Linked DNA regions of Mus musculus: all the other regions are linked to region 3. A link is a contact called in public HiChIP or PLAC-seq and promoter capture Hi-C data. All regions are on one chromosome and are shown on one strand. Each heading gives the region's core, a stretch centred on a gene start, on an enhancer-like site or on the middle of the called end of the contact. The rest is flanking DNA. Distances are from core to core; before and after follow the strand shown. Region 1 holds the start of Ahdc1 (AT hook, DNA binding motif, containing 1). Region 2 holds the start of Stmn1 (stathmin 1). Region 3 holds the start of Rps6ka1 (ribosomal protein S6 kinase polypeptide 1).

Region 1 (2,700 bases), core at 122-2,621, 880 kb before region 3:
TGTCACCATCTAAACATGTGTTGACTAGCAATTACCCTGCAAGAGCAAAGAAGGCATCAGAAGCAGGTGGATCAGGGAGTAAAGGCATTGCTAGAGAAGCTTAGGACATGGGGCAAGATGGACTAAGTTGGCAGACATTGGCCAAAGGAATGTCAGACACAGTCATGAGTTGGGATCAGCTCAGAAGCAGTCAATAGACAAGTAGCAGGGCAGTGATCACTGCATCACTCATCTGTTTCTTCTGCAAACCTTATCTACCTTAGTGCCAAGGGAGGACACATAGACACAGGGAAGAAAGATCAACAGTAAAGGATGGCGGGGACGCGGGGGGGGGGGGGTGGAGTAGAGGGAATCACCACTCTGTTACCGCCCAAGGGTTAAGGAAGGAAGGAAGCTTTGAAATTATCCAGATGCTGAATCTACCACTTTCTAATCGGGACACCTGGGCTCCGGAACTCTTATATCTAAAATAGAAATAAGGTCTCGTAGGGTTTTTTCTGCAAGGCTCCAAGGACCCCGTGCTGCCCGGGTGCTCAGTAAATGGCAGCCGCGGCAATTCTCCTTTCAGAGCTGTCCAGCCACCTCCCTGGGGGTAACAAAGCCTTCCTCAGAGGCGCACATTCCCATCTGTGGGATAGGCAAGGCAGGGGGCCCAGAGCCAGGGGCTGGAGAACAGATGTGACCTGAAGAGGAGGTAGGTGAAAGTGCTGCGCCCAACCCCCACGCCGCAGCAGGCGCTGGAGAACTGTTGAATTCCGCTCACAAACAATTGTTCAAATTCAGAAGGCATGGTATCTACACTTTGTCCAGAATTTTTTGCGCCCTCGCCGCCCGTGGACGACAATAAAAAGTAGGCGCTGGAAGAACTAAATCCAGGGCTGAGTTTGAGGCGAAGGGCCACGAAATGCGGAGGAGACTGTAGCGTTTCCAGAGCGGCTTTCTTGCCAAACGCCTCTTCTGATAGGAAAAACGTCCCCAAATTGAAAGTGTAGGTCCTCTCGTCTCTCCATGGGCCCTCTCAACGTGTTTGGGACACCCCAGAAAGTCGCAGCCCTTTTGGCTCATCCTCTGATGCCCGATTCCACTCATTTTATTCTCAGACCCCGCCCCTGCGCTACCACCCGCAACCTTGGCGCAGCCAGAGCCCCGAGTAGGGGCCTCGGAACGCCCGGAATGTTCCTAACCCTTGAGGAGGATCAGCAGTCCTAGATAAAACGGGATTCATCCGGGCCAGGGATACTCCGGCATAGGGTCCGCTCCGGGCCGCGCCGTCGGAGCAGCCGGAGTGGCCCCGCCCGCACAGCGCGCGGAGCGGCCGAACAGGGACTACAAGTCCCGGCGTGCTCTGCGCGCGCTCCCCCCTGGGGTTCCGGATGGTGAGCAGCGAAGGTAAGGCGAGCTCGCAGAGGCAACGGCGGCGGCGGCGGAGACGGAGAGAGGCAGGCAGGCAGGCAGGGCGAGGGCGAGAGACGGAGGGAGGGAGCGAGCGAGGCAGACCAGACAGACAGACAGGCGGGCGGGCGGGCCGAGCGAGCCACCCGCCAGGCTGCGCTCAGCCCCGCTCGCAGCGGAGAGAGCAGAAGGCAGGAGGAGGGAGGGGAGGAGGGAGGAGGGAGGGAGAGAGGGAATCCAGCTACCACCACCCAAAGCCAGCGTCTGCTTTCTGTCCTCATTTCCTTTTCCCACCCAGCTCGGAGAGCAGAGAAAGGCAGAGAGAGAGAGAGAAATAGAGACAGGCAGACAAACAGACAGACAGACAGAGCGGGAGGGAGGAGGGCGGCGGAGGAGGAGCAGGAGGACTACGCGGGGCGTCTTCCCTCCCAGGTTTGCAATTGGGGGGTTGGGGCGGGGGTGTCCAGGGCTGTGAGAGTGTGTGAGCGGCTGGGGAAGCGAGTGGGGCGCAGATAGCGAAGGAGTAATCGTGGTGGGGGGGACGCCGCGGGAGCGGGGGGCCGTGTCCAGCGGAGTTAGCGGCGGAGAATGTGAGCCGAGGCGCGAGCCATGCTGTCAGCGACGGCAGGCGGCTCAGGGCTCCTCTACGACTCCTCTTCCCAGCAGCCGGGCGCCCGTGTCGCTGCCGCCGGCGGAAGATAGACGCCCCCCGAAACCCCTCGCCTGGCTCGGACCCACGGAGCCGGCAGCCCAGCACTCCGGTAAGTAGCGCCTCCTGCCCAGCAATAGACGCGGTTGGGGACCGGCCGGCCAGGCTCTTTTGTGCAGCGCACTGTGGGGGGGCCCAGCGCCCCCAGTCCGGTCCGCCGGACCCCGTGGCTGCGGTGCCCGCGGTGCGATCGGTCTTTGTTTCCACCGGGGCCCGCGGCTCGGCTGGGCTCGGCTCGAAGCCTGGCAGGCAGCGCCGGGAAGGGGGAGGGGGAGGTGGACGGGGAGGGGGGGCGGGGAGGGGGGGTTCTCGGGTTTCCTGGCCGCCCCGCGGCTCCCCCGGCTCGGGGGCGAGGTGCGCGCCCAGAGCTGCCGCGCACCCCCTCCTCCTCCCCCTCCCTCCGCCTTTGGATTTAAAACTGCAATTTGCTCTCCAGCTTGCTGAGAATGTGGGGGGGGGGATGTAGGGGGACCGTGGGAGCGGAGAACAAGGCTGGATTTTAGGATAGGCGCTGGGAAAAGGGGAGACTGCGGAGGGAGGAGCCCCTCCCCTCCAGCCCCCAAATCCCAAGGTTCCGTTGGCGCTCTGGGAGTTGAGGG
Region 2 (2,700 bases), core at 82-2,581, 580 kb after region 3:
TGGCTCCTGTTGTTCACATGCTAAGCAAGAACCACTTAGACTGGCTGGGGCGGGGGCAGAGGGAGACTGACCCCACGCAAGGGCAATTGCTGGAAAATATGCCTCTATAAGCATATTCCAGACAACTGTACTTTGCCAATTGCTTGCTTTGTACGTTGTCTGCACAATACAGTTTTCACTGTCCTGTATGCCTATTGTATTTTATCTCGGGTGCTTCCCTCTTGGTTAAGCAGATGTAGGATTGTTTTAAAATTAGGATTGTTTCCACAGAAGCTGTTGTATGTATGGGTTGGCTTTTGAGAGACCAAATCCATTAATAAAATGGTAAACCCAATGAAGAGTTTCTGAGCAGGTGCTTTGGGGAAATGACCACCTCGTGGGGACACAGCTTTGGTCAGCAGAGAGAAGAGGTTCTTAGACAGACAGGGTCACGCTAATTTCCTTTGTGTCTCTGCTATAGTTTTGCTTTATCCCGGCCAGAGGGAACCGTGACCTTGTGGCTCCTTTTGTTTACATTCTCAAAGTGAGCCCAGCCCCGCTCTAGGGAGCACGTGCTTTCAGAACAAAAGGAGCAAAGTGTATCTAGAACTGCCATCGCTCTTCCCTTCCCTTTCCTGTCACCGCAAGGCTTTAGCAGTCCAGATGGAGTCTGCCTTTAAGCTTAGTGGCTTTGTTAAACCCAAGATCAGATTCCAGAGCCTCCCGCTGTCCTGCCTAGATCCCAGTGTTTCCAGCTCGGGAGGCTGAAGGGTAGAATGCAAGTGGCCAAGGGAAGAACCACGCCCGTAATCTGCCAGTAGGAAATGGGTTAGGGACTGCGTTGTTGCGCTACAGGTGACAAGCTGCCGTGTGTCCGTGATAGGACACCGAGGGTAGAGGATCGTGCAGGGGCGTGGAGTGGCACTATCTTGTCACAGGGTTTCGGGCGTTTTAGGCGACCGGGAGGGGTATGGCATCAAAAGGGATATTGCTTAGGGAGCCAAATAAACTCCTATGGCTGGGTAGAGGTAGAGTCCAGTCGGTCGAGGTCTAAAAGAAGTAGGTTAGGACCGACCCCTCCCCTGCTCCTCACCTCGCCCTGCAGTTTTCCTAAAGAGAGTCCCATAACCGATTCAGTCCTGCGGCCGCAGCCAAATGCTCTTCCGATCAGAGACACCCCACCCACCCACGCTAGTCCCGGCTAACACCTAGAGAGACCCCCCACCAGGAGTGCCCCACCCCTAGCATTGTCCTCCTGCCCCCCTGGCCCGGACTACAATTCCCGAAATGCTTCTCTCCAGAGAGGCGGTGCTCTCCAGGCTTCGGGGCGGGACTGGCACGTGCCGTCACCCGCAGCCAATGCGGAGCGCCTGGTCTGGGTCACGTGCCGCTGTTTGGCGCTTTTGTGCGCGCCCAGGTCTGTTGGTGCTCAGAGTGTGGCCAGGCGGCTCGGACCGAGCAGGTGGGTGCAGGCTTGGCTTAGGCGGAGGCTACGGCGGGCTGGGGAGCAGCCGGGAACGCGGCGGGTCCCCCAGCCGGGCACAGGAGATGGGCGGAGACCCCGAGCCCCAGCGGGTGGGGGGCGTTGGTCTTTTGTGTGGAGCTCGGGCGGAGCCTTGGCTTTTGTCCCTATTCCCTGGAGATGCGGGCTGGAGGGGAGGGGGCGCGGCCAGCGCTGGGCTTTAGCCCGGGTGCGAGCGTGGAGACAATAGGAGGCGTGAGCCGTCCTCTGCATCTACCGCCCGGCGGGCGCGGCTGTTCGGGGGGTCCCCATTGTCTGAAGGAGAGCGAGGCTGGGGGCGCTCGTGCTGCTGAGGGGCGGCGCCCGCCCGGTCTCCCGGGGCTTCGGGGCGGTGGTCCCGGACAGCTCTGGGCACTCCGTCAGTGGGTGAAGGCCGTGCGACCGAGCCCTCTACAGCCACCCCAGGGCTGCGTGTCCGCGAGGTGTTTTTGGCGGGAGTTGGGGGGCAGACGGCCGCGCGCTGCCAGCCCGAGAGGGGCGGGGCCACCCCGGAGGACCGTTGGCCCCGCCCATTCTGTCGCTGCCCACGCGCGCGGGCTCCCGAGCGTGGAGAGGTTCGCGGAGATTCGAAAAGGCGCGGGGAGCCGAGGGGCGGGGCCAGGGGCCGGAGCGTAGGGCGTGTTCTGATTGGCCCGGGCCGCCAGCCTGCCCGCCTGGGCCAGGACCACGCCCATGCTGTGTAGTCTGCTGCGTTGGGTGCTCTGCTACAGATAAATGCATTTTTTTTCGTTGCTTCGTTTTTGCAGTGTCTAGTGTTTGGAACCTTTAGTCATACGCTTCGGGGCTAAAAGAATGGTGATCTTTTTAAAAAAAATACTCGAGAACTGTTGAAAAAAATGTTTGCGACATAAGGCATCAAATGTGACAAACCTCAGGCGGGTGTGGTGGCGCTTGTCTGTAATCTCAACACTCAGAAGCTGCCCCCCCCCCCCGCCCATGTATGCATCGAACATGGAACCCAGGGCTTTGCAAATGTTAAGTGTTAACCCAGTGGGCTAAACCCCACCCCTCTACCCTGAGGAGGCTGAGGCAAGAGGATTGTAATTTTACAGCCAGCCTGGATTAAGTAGACCCTGCCCTCAAAAGAAACCTAGAGGTTCATACAACTTCATTTTCTCACTGTGAGGCTAGTAGCTTAAACCCTAGGAACAATAGGACTTGAATATCATTGGCTGCCAGCTTGGGTGTTATTCACCGTG
Region 3 (2,700 bases), core at 176-2,675:
CGTGGCAAGGATCCCAGAACAATTTACTCCAAATTGCGCCTTCAGGTTGGTTACCTAATCCAGCCGCGCCCACCCTCCAATAGCCAGTGTAGCCCATCCCTTTAAAGGGGCAGCATGCCCTGAGTGCCTGGAGACTTGGGGATCTCACTGTGGATCCTCTCTCTGCCCGTGGTCCTGAGAGACAGGGCTCACAGTGACTGACCTGAGGTACCAAGCATAGGTAAAGGGGTTCAAGCCAGGAGAAAAAGCATCTAGGTTCTGGGATCAAGTGAGGTCTCCTGTACCCCAGCCTCCTGTACCCCAAAACAGCTCCAGTGAAGGAAGGCAGAGTTTCACCTGCCTCCTTCGCAGCAGGAGAGCAGGGAAAGTTTTAAAGTTGCTGGTTCAAAACTTGACCTTGATCCCAGGGTGACAGGACAGCACAGAAGTGGCCTCCTGCATGCTCAGGGTTGGACCACAAAGCCCTCAAAAAAGACAGGAGTTGCTTCTGGGAAAGGCTAGGTGGCAGAAGCCATACTGCCCAAGGGCTCAGCCTTTTTCTACAGGAAAGGAAGGAGGGAGAGAGGAAGACGGAGGCAGAGTCTCTTCTACAGAGACAGTCTTCACAAGATCTAAGGACTTTCCCCACTCTTCAGCATAATCTGAAGTAGGAAGACCCGGTGTCATTAGCTTTAGGGCAAAGGAAAGCAGGCTCCAACTCCAGAGGTGGTATCGTCCCACGTTCCATAACTGCCTGGGATTCAGCAGGGCTACCTTCCTAAGGTCAGAAGTGGAGGAACGAAGAGAGGTCTTGGGGAGAGGTTAAGGTGAGAAACCGGATTCCCATGATCCTTGTCTCTAGTAGAAGCCTAGACATCTGACCCAAGCCTTTCTCCCTTCTGCACTGATTGGGGCAACTCCCACAGCTACTAAAAGATGATAAGCGGGATGGGTCCTAGGTGTCAGATCTCAACACACCGTGGAGATTCCTCTCCTGGCTACTGCAGGGAGGTACTGAGAGCCCAGCAGAACCATCCCCTACACACGCACACCCGGAGCACAAGGGGGTGGAGCCGGACAGTGAGCTAGAGACCGGAGGGCACTCACGTCCCCGCGGGGCTGCAGAGACGCCGCGGGCCGCCCCCGCCCCGCCCCGGTGCGGATCCGGGCTGGCCGGCCGCCGCCGCCTGTCCCCCCAACCCCCGCCCCTCTCACTCACCTCCGGGTCCAGCGGCACCAGCTCCATGAGCGGCCAGGGCTCCTTGAGCTGGGCGAGCGGCATCGCGCCGCTGCCGGACCGCCCGCGCTCCTCCCGGCGGCCCCGGGCAGCGCTGCCTCTGGGCCACGGGGTCCCTGCTGCTACACCGAGACCCCCGCACGCCCCTGAGCCCCTCGCGCTCTGGATGGGCCGTCCGCCGCCGCCGCGGCACTCGCACTTCGGCTCGCTCCGTCACCCGGCGCCGCCGCGCCCATTGGCTACCTGCGCGGGGGCGGGGCCTGAGTAGCCCCGCCCAGTCCCCCCACGGCGCGGCATTCCCGGCGCGGACCCCCGCCCCCAACGCGCCGGGAGTCAGCCTTGCCTTCACGAGAGACCCCAGCCCACTGTCGGCCCTGCCCACCGGAGGCTCCGCGGGTTCCGTTTTCCCGGGCTTTGTGCCGCTTTGCAGACCTCGCTGGGGCCTCCGTTGTCCTGTCCTAGCAGCCTTTGGGATGTTAACCCAGATGTGCCTTCTCCCTCCAGGGGGAGGGGCTGCCACCCCACATTTACATGGGACGTCCTGGGCCTGATCCCGACTGAGGCGTGGAAGGAGCCTGGGCCTTGTGCCCTCTGGCTCTCAGCTCTCCAAGCCCTTAGGATCGCCCCCTTCCGAAAGCTTGTGCACATCACGGGAGCCCACACTTTGGGGTCTCCATGTGATCCCCGGGTCCCAAGCCAGCCAGCGCCAGGACCCACAGCGCCCCCAGGGTGATTTCCTAATACGCATTTTTTTTTCTCCTTCCTAGTCTGTTGTGCCCTATCACTTGAGGGCGCTGGTTTCAGGCCAGGTCCGCGCCTCTTCCGTGGCAGACCAGATTGTGGTCTGACTTGAGCAGGAGTCCCTGGAAAGAAGGCAAAATCCAGTTCTGGTGGGATCAGGATTCTCTCCAGTAAGATTTGGCCTGCTCTTAAGGAGATTTTAGGCCCCAGGTGTCGTGAGACTTACTCTCAGGTGAAAGACAAGCTGGCTCGTTTATTAAAAGCCTCCAGCGAAGACAGGCGTCATTGATAGGGAATTTATTTTTTGTTACGTTTCCTTGCTTGGTTATGGCCATGGAACCCAGGCTTTGCCGGCCAGGTCGTGTTGAGTATCTCCGACCTCCACCTTCAGGCAGCTTGTGATTTTTTTTTTGAGACTCCACCCCATCCTAGTAGACACCCTAAGCTATTTATCCGAAGTCACACAGCAGGTCAGGAGCACACTGGTGTTTAAAAGAGTGTGGGGTGGGTCCGTGGATGGACTCAATGGGTAAAAGAGCTTGCCTTCCCTGAGTCTGATCCCCAGGCCCCATGTGGTGGAAGAGAACCAACTCATAAGCAGTCCTTTGACCTCCACAAATGTGCACAGGGACAACCTTCCCCGATAAAGACATTTTAATGCAGTACATTTTTAAGTGGAGAGAAGTCACTCACGCCTCTAATCCTAGCAGTAGGGAGGCAGAGGCAGGAGGATCTCTGTTCAG

Evidence for each region. Promoter capture Hi-C pulls out the DNA fragments that hold promoters and counts their contacts. HiChIP or PLAC-seq counts read pairs in DNA pulled down with a chosen protein or histone mark.
Region 1: a contact with region 3 is called in a promoter capture Hi-C map of pre-B cells, with 2.2 times the contacts expected there. The contact joins the promoter of Ahdc1 here to the promoter of Rps6ka1 in region 3. A contact is called at or near these places in 2 of 39 promoter capture datasets (cranial neural crest and pre-B cells) and 1 of 115 datasets of contacts at active chromatin or transcription factors (embryonic stem cells).
Region 2: an H3K4me3 HiChIP or PLAC-seq map of forebrain shows a contact between it and region 3, with 4 times the contacts expected there. The contact joins the promoter of Stmn1 here to the promoter of Rps6ka1 in region 3. A contact is called at or near these places in 1 of 39 promoter capture datasets (pre-B cells) and 3 of 115 datasets of contacts at active chromatin or transcription factors (forebrain, large pre-B cells and pancreatic cancer cells).

Annotation. Positions count from the first base shown.
Region 1 is chr4:133,010,135-133,012,834 of GRCm38.p6, forward strand. Ahdc1 (AT hook, DNA binding motif, containing 1) reads left to right here and starts at 1,372. Exons shown (of 7, transcript NM_146155.3): 1 at 1,372-1,389; 2 at 2,056-2,153.
Region 2 is chr4:134,466,989-134,469,688 of GRCm38.p6, forward strand. It overlaps Stmn1 (stathmin 1), which reads left to right and starts at 1,332. Exons shown (of 5, transcript NM_019641.4): 1 at 1,332-1,441.
Region 3 is chr4:133,886,372-133,889,071 of GRCm38.p6, forward strand. Rps6ka1 (ribosomal protein S6 kinase polypeptide 1) reads right to left here and starts at 1,426. Exons shown (of 22, transcript NM_009097.5): 1 at 1,199-1,426. The coding sequence starts at 1,261.